Linked DNA regions of Sus scrofa: regions 2 and 3 are each linked to region 1. A link is a contact called in public Hi-C and HiChIP or PLAC-seq data. All regions are on one chromosome and are shown on one strand. The core of a region is the stretch at or near the end of the contact, and the rest is flanking DNA. Distances in the headings are between cores, read along the strand shown.

Region 1 (3,042 bases), core at 178-2,677:
TCTCTCTAAGTGCTTTCATGGGTCACCCAGCAGCTGTATAAAGGATATCCAATGAAAATGTTTTCCCAAAAGTGTTTTTCTAAAACACTTCCTGGAATGACCATGACCTGCACTCTTTAGGGAGAAATCTACCTTTGCAAACCCAATACTAACACCTCAGAAAGTCTTAAAGAACTGTCTTTGAGACAGTAGTTTAAGATGTCAGTCATCAGAGTAAGTTCAGAGTAAATATAAACTCCAGTATCTCGAACCAAAAAACAGGGTATTTTCATCTCTTAAGCGATTTACCTCATACATTCTCATTAGAATGGCACGCACATCAAAAATAAAAAATAAATATCCAAAAAGTTGATATACCTTCTCATCTTCCCATTGAAAAAAATTACAATCTTTTCTATCTCTACAAGCTGAGCAGGCATAAAATCTCCGTGTTTCTTCTTTCCCTTGGTTCACCTTTACAAACAGAAGAGTGGGTCCTAGTTCCGAATAGGAAAAAATATGTCAAATAGTCATCTACATCAAGTTCCTAGTTTCCACTGCCCTTAAATGAAAACTTGTTTTAGTTTTACACACAATTTGTCATAATGCACTACTGGTTAACAATTTTTTCTCCCAAAGTCACAACAATTAGACACTGACTACTTAAAAAATAAATTTTGAAAACTGGTTTCTTCAGAAAAAAAAAAAAAAAAAAAAGCCATTGTCAGTACTTGTCAGTACAGATGCGGTGAAGGGTCTGAGTTCTGACACAACAAGGGCCAGGTCCAAACTGCTGAGCACTTTGCCACCGCCGCTCAGTTATCCTTTCAACGAAAATCTGAGCTTTTAGAATTGGACACATCCTCTCTCCGCAAGTTAAGAGAAAAGCTAGGTCTAGTTTCTAAGCAAGAATTCATTCCCTCTTGCTCCCTTTCTAAAAATTTAACTGAAAGAACAGTAAATGAACAAATGAAATCGCCGGGTACTTGGCAATGGGAAGTACTCAATAACGTGCAACGTTTTTGCCCCTGCTCCGCCCCTTCAAAAAAGCTGTAGCAGCCGCGGAGCCAAAACCACTGCAGTGGGGACTTTTCTATGACGTTTTATTTAAGGAAGTGGAAGACCCCAACTTCCCGAAGAAGGAGCATTTTCTAGATGTCACACTCGGTGTGGGAGAGTAGGTAAAAATCCAGGAACCCCAAATGCCCAAGGTGCTTTCGGGGTAACTCACGCCCCCTTGGCGCCCAACAGCGAGGCTGAACCCAGACGCGGACCTACCGTGAGGACACAGCGGGGCGGGGGTGGCTAGATCGGAGGGAAGCACCACCTTGACTCCCGAGCTCCCCTGGCGACCGGAGCTGCCCTCTGCCTCCACGGATCCAGGTTCGTCCCTGGGGGCCGCCATCTTCCCGCCGCCGTCCCGAAAGCCTCAGTTCGACTCAAAGAGGCCGAGGAAGAGCGCCGCCGCGACCAGCAGTATTCACAGCGCCCCCCCGCGCCTAGGAGGAGCTTCGGCCTCTGGGTCGGAGGCCATGTCCCCAAATCGGTCCCTGGCGGGCCAGAGACTGCCACTAAGGAGTACCGGGACTTGGGGTGGCCGGGGTCGGGTAGGGGTGGGGACGACTCGCAGGCAACTTGTTGGACCCGGGGCAATAAGCCCACCTATTTTCTGCCTCTGCCTTAGCACTTTAGCATCTGTGAATACCCTCCTTGCCTAAGAATATAGCCCAGAGATGAGACGGCTCTTCGCAGTGGACCAAAGATTTGGTCTGGTTGTAAATCCAAAAGGCAGCATCCTCACCAGCAGCAGCTACCAAGAGACATAGCTGAAGCAGCGGCGCTTGATGAAGCCAGCTTCTTTTTTCCAGAGTCACAGTGTCATCTTCTACCTTATGAACAATGTTTATAGATGCTTGTTACAGTTGCACATCCACTGACATTCATATATTGGAAAGAAAGAAAGAAAACTGTGCCTGTTTGCATATGACGTGATTGCCTATATAGAACATTTCGAGGAATCAACAATAATAACTCTGGTTTAAACTAAGTTCAGCAAGGTTGCAAGATACCATATAAACACACAAAACTCTGTTGCTCTTCTATATACTAGCAATGATCAGGTGAACACCAAAATTAAAAATAGAATACCTTTTATAACTGCTCAAGTAACTGAAATTCTTAGGTGTAAATCTGACAAAACATGTATAGGACTTGTATGTTGAAAACTACAAGATGCTGATGAAAAAAATCAAAGAGAATCTAAGTAAGTGTAGAGACAGATTGTGTTCATCGATTAGAAAACTCAACTTTGTGAAGAGATCAGTTCTCCCCAAGGTTAGGGCAGATACAGGTTTAGCTCAATTTCTACCAAAATTCTAGTCAGGTTTTTGTAGATATAGACAATATTATTCTGAAATTTATATGGAAAGCTGAGGAAACTAGAAGAGCTAAAATAATTTTGAAAAATAATAAAGCGAGGGGAATCAATTTACCCAATTTCAAGACATGTAATTGTGGTAAACACATACCTGTATGATTATAGATGAAATAATCAATTTCTCTTTCTAGCATTTAAAAAACAGTGGTACTCATACACATTTAAACTCACACATTTAATACTAAGGTATATTAATTTAGAAATATTGCTCTTTTCCATGAACATATTATGCAGTGGTTTCACTCAAATCTTCACTGGCATTGGTGGCATCTGGTCTTTGAGGTGACAATGCCCTTTTCCAAGTTGTCCAGCACTAATTCCCAGGGACCATTATCTGCCCTTCTACATCTTTGGATGGGAAACTTTCTGGACCCACTTTTTTTTTTTTTTTTTTTTTTTTTGTCTTTTTGCTATTTCTTTGGGCCGCTCCCGTGGCATATGGAGGTTCCCAGGCTAGGGGTCGAATCGGAGCTGTAGCCACTGGCCTACACCAGAGCCACAGCAATGCAGGATCCCAGCTGCGTCTGCAGCCTACACCACAGCTCACAGCAACGACGGATCGTTAACCCACTGAGCAAGGGCAGGGACCGAACCCGCAACCTCATGGTTCCTAGTCGGACTCGTTA
Region 2 (3,368 bases), core at 35-2,534, 49 kb before region 1:
CAATTACATCCATGTGATCACACTGATGCCCCAATTCTCTCCCTTCCTTCCTGCTACTATAGCTGTACTATCTCGCACTCCTCTCTAGAGTCCCGGAGCGCCAAAGCATCCTGGCAGGGGTGGGAGGCTAGAAGGGTTCATAGACGGCCTTGAGAAAGCCCCTGGCAACAATGTCCTGACAGTCAACATAGCTTTGAAGGCTGCTAAGTTTTCCTGGCAGATATATTCTCTTCACCACTTCATTTCCAAACTTGGCTGCACATAACACAACTCTCATCTGGCCAGATAACCAGGAAACCTGCCAAAAGGTCAAAGGAGTAAAGATGCACGGGTGAGGGTTTCCTTACAATACGGCTGCCAGGTAACGATGAACTCTCAGCAGAAAGGTGGGTACAACTGGGTCACACTGGATGAAATGCAATATCATGTGAACTAGAAATGCTAACTGACAACACTCCTGCACATTCCATCAGGAATCCAGGGAAGCATGGGTTTAACTTCAAAGTGTTTTTAATGGGAGGTAGCTATCCAACCTATACTGTAAAACTTGTACAATGAAATATAGATTCTTAATATAACCTCTGTGGCAGCTCTCTATATATGCATGGTCATTCGCAGCTGAAGCTTGACAATAGGTCATTTTTCTTCGGTCTAAACTGCAAGTAAACTATGGGCAGAATCTGTGGACCCGCTACCATGTCTAGATCATGAACGACACATCGTGAGTCTTTAAAAAGCCTATTTAACACATAAATGACTAAAAGAGAATTGGGGATGCAGGGCTGTCTGACTGTGTCAAGCTGTGTGGAAACTTGTTTGGCCCATAAAATGCAGGAAATGGGCATATAAATGACCTGCCCCACATCCAGTCCCTTAGTTTTCAGCAGGTCTGGAAGGAAGGGGCGGGGTGGACAGGTGGCACGCCGGCTCACTCACCTCGCCTGCCGTGTTAGCCAAAGCAATGAGATCCCGCTTGGGTGACCAGACCAGGAAAATGATCTCTTGTGGCAGCTGCTTCTCTCCCACCACCCGGAAGGACGGGAAACATGTCGCGAAACGCAACATGGGGGCGGCCCTGCAAGGACACCCCACTCGGAAGGCAGCAGGGACCCCCTCCGCGGCCGGCCTGGTGCCTGTGGCACCTCGGTCCCCGGCCCTTCCTGCAGAGCCCCAAATGCGGCGGTACCCGAGAGATGCCCCACCGCAGGGAAGGCACCCTCTCCCTCCCTCCCGCCCCGCGCCAGCCGCGCGCCGCAGCTTCCCCGCCGCCCGGCGCGCGCGCTCCGGGCACTTCCGGGTCCCGGATTTCCTCGCGAGAGCTCGAGAGCGGTCTCCAGCCGCTGGAGCCACTTTGACGGCCTCCAATGCAGCGGTGCTCAGTCCTGGTTGCTCAATAGAATCACTTCGGTTTTGTTGTTGTTGTTTTTTTAAACCCTTACCCGGGCAGCACTTCAGGCCGATTAAAATATGGGCTTGGACCCTATTTATGAAAACGCTCTAGGTGCTTCCAGAGCCCTGCTCTTAAACCTGACATAAATATCTTGATTCTGAATCCCGTTTAAGCCTCACAACTTATTGGTAGTAGTGGCCCTATCTTCATACATGAGGACTGCGGGCTCCCCAAGATTTGTCCCACAGCTATTGCAGCATCTGCTGTATGAAGGCGTCTGGGCCACAAAAATGCACGGGACATGGGGTCTCCCCCTCAAAGGCTCACAGGTCAGCCTGGCAGGACGCGTAAATCAGAACCTATCTGGTGCTTCTTGTTACAGACACATTTAAATATGTTAACTTGTTAAAAAGTTCCCACAAGTTATGAACCTGGCTAAGAGGATGTGACAGTACCACCCTGCGATGCTTGAACTTAAAATCTGTGGTACAAAGCCAGCTACCTTTCACTCCTTTTGCTTGTTCAAAGAAAGCAGCAGGATTTCAGTTTTGAACGAGCCCCATCTTCCTCCCCTCTCTATGGATCTAGCCCTGGGAAACAGATGACAGAGGTAGACGAATTCATTCAGCAACAAGTGTCCGAGGCACTTTTTTGTGCCAGGCACTGTGCGTAACTCTTGATGCTTGCCCTGCTCCCTTTCGGAGACGGCCTTTTGTCCTTGCTTTTGCTGCAGTTTAGCATGTTCCCCCCAATTCTACCAGAGGCCATATTCTAATGGGGAGAATGGACTTGCCTTTGTTCTTCATGAAATGCATTTTCAGATATTGTTTAATGTTCTGGGATGGTGTGTGGTTGTTAGCAGAACTGACACCGCCTCGGGTCCGTACAGTTCCTCCTGTCTTTCCACTGACCCTACGCAAGCCTGTAATGTGTGGTAAATCACTTCTTTTTGTTGTTAAGGGCTTTGTAGTTGATACTGTTTAATAACCTTGAGGACCAGGTGGCCTCTATGCTCTGTTAGTCCCCAAACAATGATGAAGACCTGTCCTGACTATTCCTGGCACACACAAGGCTGGTTCTCCATTCATAAATCTTAACTTAGGAACGTACTTCCTATTTCTCTAGGTGAACTAAAAAATGGTCCCAGTGACCCCTCAGCAGTGCTGGCTTCCCACGCAGTCACTGAAAGACTTCCTCATTCAGAGGAGAAGACACCGGATGTCACCCTTCTAGTCTGCAAGGGTACCAAGCACCGCAATAGCATGAAACTCTTGTGACTGTCCAGCTGATAAAACTCGCCCCTCATCTCTCTGAGATCTGCTTGCTCACTTTTGATGCCTTTTCTCCTTGCAGCCTTGATGAGGTACATTTATACACAATCTCCTGAAATCAAATGGCAGAGATCTTATCTTCTCTTTATTGCAATGACCTTCCAGCTGACCCTCAAGTAATTTAACTTATGTCCTAATGTTCCAATTCAAATCGCATCAAATGAGCTGGATTTTCCTGTGCATTTTGTTTAAGCTTTCCTTCCTTGGGCAGTTCTATCAGCATCATATTATCATGTAGCACACAGTTGGGTTTGGAAGCATAAGTGACCGTTTCCATTCACTTGATGCTTTTACTGGGAAGGTGAGGAAAGGTGTTAGTCTGAGCACCTGCTTCCCAGGGTTGTGGGAGGAGGATTGAGGCCATGCATACTGCAGCTGGTCTGATATCACCGTGGGCAGGACACAGCTCTATGAGCCAGTGAACACTCACAATGATGTCCACAGGTCCTGCCATCAACTGGCTGCTAACCTACACAGGAAAATGGGCACAAAGAGTTGTGCTAATGCAGGGCATGATTTAAGTACCTGAAAAGGAGGAGAAATGAAAAGACACACAAACACACACCTGTTTTTACTTCCCTGGAAAGAGATGTCCTGGGTCCACTGGTGACACCAACAAGGGACATCGTGAAGGTGGTGGCATTAGA
Region 3 (3,283 bases), core at 137-2,636, 51 kb after region 1:
TTTTCCTGTCCGATTCCCAAAGTTTAGTTTCACTCTTAGCGGAGGCCTCAAGGACCAGAGTTTAATGACAACCCTGAGCCTTAGGTGAAACAGTCAACAGCCCCTGGAAAAGGTGAGAGTAAACGGGGAAGCAGGAGAGAAAGGCGAGGTGTCCGAGGTGTGACCGGCGGCCCGCCCCTCGGCCTGAGCACCGGAGGGGACGCCTGGCCGACAGCCTCTCCCACTAGGCAAGGGCTAGCAAGAGACAGAAAGACGATGGGGACAGGGACCCCGAGGAGGGACGTGGATGGGGGCTGAGCGGCGGCGGTGACAAGCGCTCTGGGAGAGCGCGGGAGAAGAGAAGAGCTGGATCGCACCTGAACCCAAGGAGCGGTGCCGGTCCCGGTGAGTGGGCGAGCTCCGGTGGCGCCCCAAACCCAGGGATGGGGAGAGAGACGCATCCCGGGGCTGGAGCAGCAGTTCCTGGTCGCCAGCTTGGCCAGCGGAGGCCGCACCCTCCTCCTCGGCAGCCTTCACCAGCCTCACGGCGCTCCCCGGAGCGCCCTTCGGCGGCTGGGCCAAGACGATCCGGGGCAGCAGCGGCTCCCGCTCCTCGTCCTCCTCCTCCTCCAGGCTCCCGCTGCCCGCGGACGCCGGCCGCCCGGGCTCGGAGGGCTCCGCCATGGCCTCTCTCTGTGCCTTCCGCGCAGAGCCCGGCTCAGAGGGGCAAGGCACCCGGGTCTGGCCTCGGCATCGCTGGGTACCGGCGTCGTTCGGTCCAACCCAGGGGACCTCACAAGCGTGCTGACCCTCTCGGCGCCCGCAGGACAGTTGCCCCGCCTGGCCACTGGCCGCGCCCCACTGCGCGCCAAGCACGCGCCTGCGCGGAAGGACCAGGGCGGCTGGGGCTGGGGGCGGTGCTTTGGTCGTGGGGCGGGGTCGCCACCTGCCTCCAGGGCCCGGAAAGAAACCTGGCTGAGGTCTCGCCGGGTTGAGCTCTGCGGACGAAGGTAACATTTTTGCAGAGGTGCTTCTCCCAACCCAAATGGATCTCTCCCTCCCTGCAGAATTCTGTCATAGAGTTTAGCACAATCTACACCTACATACTTCTAGGTAACATGTTGCCAGCACTAGAAGTCCATGAGCCAGGACGTTGTCATTTGTTTCAAACATTCTTGATATTGGTAGCTTGCATTTTCTCGTTTTCTTTCTGACTAATCTAGCTACAAGTTTATACTAATTTTTAATCTTTTCAAAAAGCCATCTTATTGATGATCTGTTCTCCACTGGTTTTTGCTCATTATTTTCTTCTTTCTACTTAATTAGGACTTGATTTCCTCTTATTTTTGTAGTTGCTTAGAATGAAAGATTACATTATTGATTCTGGACTTTACTATGTTTTAATTTTTTTTAGCTGAAGTATAGTTGATAGGGTTTTAATAGTTTTCTTGTTTTGGTTTGGTTTAGTTTTGGCCATGCCCGCAGTGCGTGGAAGTTCCTGGGCCAGGGATGGAACCTGAGCCACAGCAGTAACCAGAGTCATAGCAGTGAAAACATCAGATCCTTAACCTGCTGAGCCCCCAGGGAGCTCTGTATTTTTTTTTAATATAAGCATTTATAGCTATGCATTTCCCTCTAAGCACTGCTTTATCTGCAGTCCACAATTTTTGATATGTAGTGCTTTTATTTTCATTCCGTTCAAAATAATTTTAAATTTTCCGTATGATTTCTTCTTTAAATCATTTCTTTGAGTGTGTTGTTTCATTTCCAAATATTTAGGGATTCCTCTAGATATTATTTTTATTGTACTATAGCTGACATAACTTTATATTAGTTTCAGGTATTCAATAGAATAATTCTGTAGGTATTACAAAATGGTCACTGCATATTATTCTTTTCTTTGTCTTTTGTCATTTAGGGGCCACACCCATGACATATGGAGGTTCCAAGGCTAGGGGTCCAATCTGAGCCCGGCCTGTGCCACAGCCACAGCAACACCAGATCTGAGCCGTGTCTGCGACCTACACCACAGCTTACAGCAATGCCAGATCCTTAACCCACTGAGTGAGGCCAGGGATGGAACCTGCAACCTCATGGTTCCTAGTCATATTTGTTTCCACTGCACCACATTGGAAACTCCTTATTATTGATTTTTAATTTAATTTTGTTGTGGCCAGAGAAGATTTCAACCTTTTGGAATTTCATAACGCAGTATATTATATATCTTGAAAATCACATGGGTGCTTTAAAAAGAAGGTGTGTTCTGAAGTTTCCTGGTGGCCTAGTGGGTTGAGGATCCAGCCTTTCACTGCTGTGGCTTGGGGTTCAATCTCTGGCCCAGGAACTTCCAAATGCTTCGGGTGCATCAAAAAAAAAAAAAAAAAGTGTATTCTACAGTTGAGTGGTTGTATAACTGTCAATTTTTTCTAAAAATATCAATTCAGTTAAGTATTGAGTATTATTCTGATCAACCAAGTCTGTATGGATTTTTATATTTAGTTCCATCATTCACTGAGAGAATATTACAGTCTAACTTTGATTGTGGATTTGTCTATTTCTTCTTTTAGTTTGGTGAGTTTTAGCTTTATATATTTTTAGGTTGTCTTATTAGGTGAATTTTTAGGATTTTTATGTCTTCTGTTAGGCTTTCAAGTCTTCCTGATGATCAGACCTTTCTTCCCTTCCTTCTTTCCCTCTCTCCTTCCTCCTTTTCTTTTTTCTTTCTTTCATGAACTATACCTTCTTATCTCTTAATACTCCTGACTTGAATTCTACATTGTCTGATATTAAAATAACCATTTCTCCTTTCTTGGGTTAACTGCTTGCCTACTGCTAAGTCTTTTTCCTTTTCTTTACAATCTTTTCGTGTCTTTATAGTTAATATGTATGTGTCTCATACATAGCTTATAGTTGGTTTAATTTTTTTTAATCCAGTCTGATAATTTCTGCTTTTTTTTTTTTTTGGCTGAACCTGCAGCATACAGAAGTTCTCTGGCTGGGGATCAAAGCCCAGCCACAGCAGTGACAATGCTGGATCCTTAACCCCCTGTGCCATCTGCGGGTCAGTGATAATTTCTGCCTTTTAACTGGAGTTTTTAGTTCATGAACATTTAATGTAAGATTAATGTGGCTGGATGTAAATCTACTATTATTTCAATTTGTATTATATTTGTTTCATCTCCTTTTGTGTTCTTCTGTTCTTCCTTTTCTACTTTCTCTTAGGTGAATCAATATTTCTTCATATTTCATCTTAATTCCTCTATTGACCTTCTACTAGACCTCTTTACATTAATTTGTGGTGTTA

The links. Hi-C and Micro-C count contacts between places; a contact is called where the count stands out from the background. HiChIP or PLAC-seq counts read pairs in DNA pulled down with a chosen protein or histone mark.
Region 2: an H3K27ac HiChIP or PLAC-seq map of alveolar macrophages shows a contact between it and region 1. The contact joins the promoter of ANAPC4 here to the promoter of ZCCHC4 in region 1. A contact is called at or near these places in 2 of 5 promoter capture datasets (fetal liver and liver), 4 of 47 Hi-C or Micro-C datasets (embryonic fibroblasts, fetal liver, heart right ventricle and 1 more) and 2 of 2 datasets of contacts at active chromatin or transcription factors (alveolar macrophages and skeletal muscle).
Region 3: a contact with region 1 is called in a Hi-C map of subcutaneous adipose tissue, with 1.9 times the contacts expected there. The contact joins the promoter of PI4K2B here to the promoter of ZCCHC4 in region 1. A contact is called at or near these places in 1 of 5 promoter capture datasets (liver), 7 of 47 Hi-C or Micro-C datasets (embryonic fibroblasts, heart right ventricle, liver and 2 more) and 2 of 2 datasets of contacts at active chromatin or transcription factors (alveolar macrophages and skeletal muscle).

The regions. Positions count from the first base shown.
Region 1 is chr8:19,250,464-19,253,505 of Sscrofa11.1, reverse strand. It overlaps ZCCHC4 (zinc finger CCHC domain-containing protein 4), which reads right to left and starts at 1,427. Exons shown (of 14, transcript XR_002346590.1): 1 at 1,258-1,427; 2 at 358-476.
Region 2 is chr8:19,299,169-19,302,536 of Sscrofa11.1, reverse strand. It overlaps ANAPC4 (anaphase-promoting complex subunit 4), which reads right to left and starts at 1,284. Exons shown (of 28, transcript XM_021101074.1): 1 at 937-1,284. The coding sequence starts at 1,065. All of the region lies in intron 13 of ZCCHC4 (zinc finger CCHC domain-containing protein 4), which reads right to left.
Region 3 is chr8:19,199,065-19,202,347 of Sscrofa11.1, reverse strand. PI4K2B (phosphatidylinositol 4-kinase type 2-beta) reads right to left here and starts at 1,386. Exons shown (of 8, transcript XM_021101073.1): 1 at 357-1,386. The coding sequence starts at 996.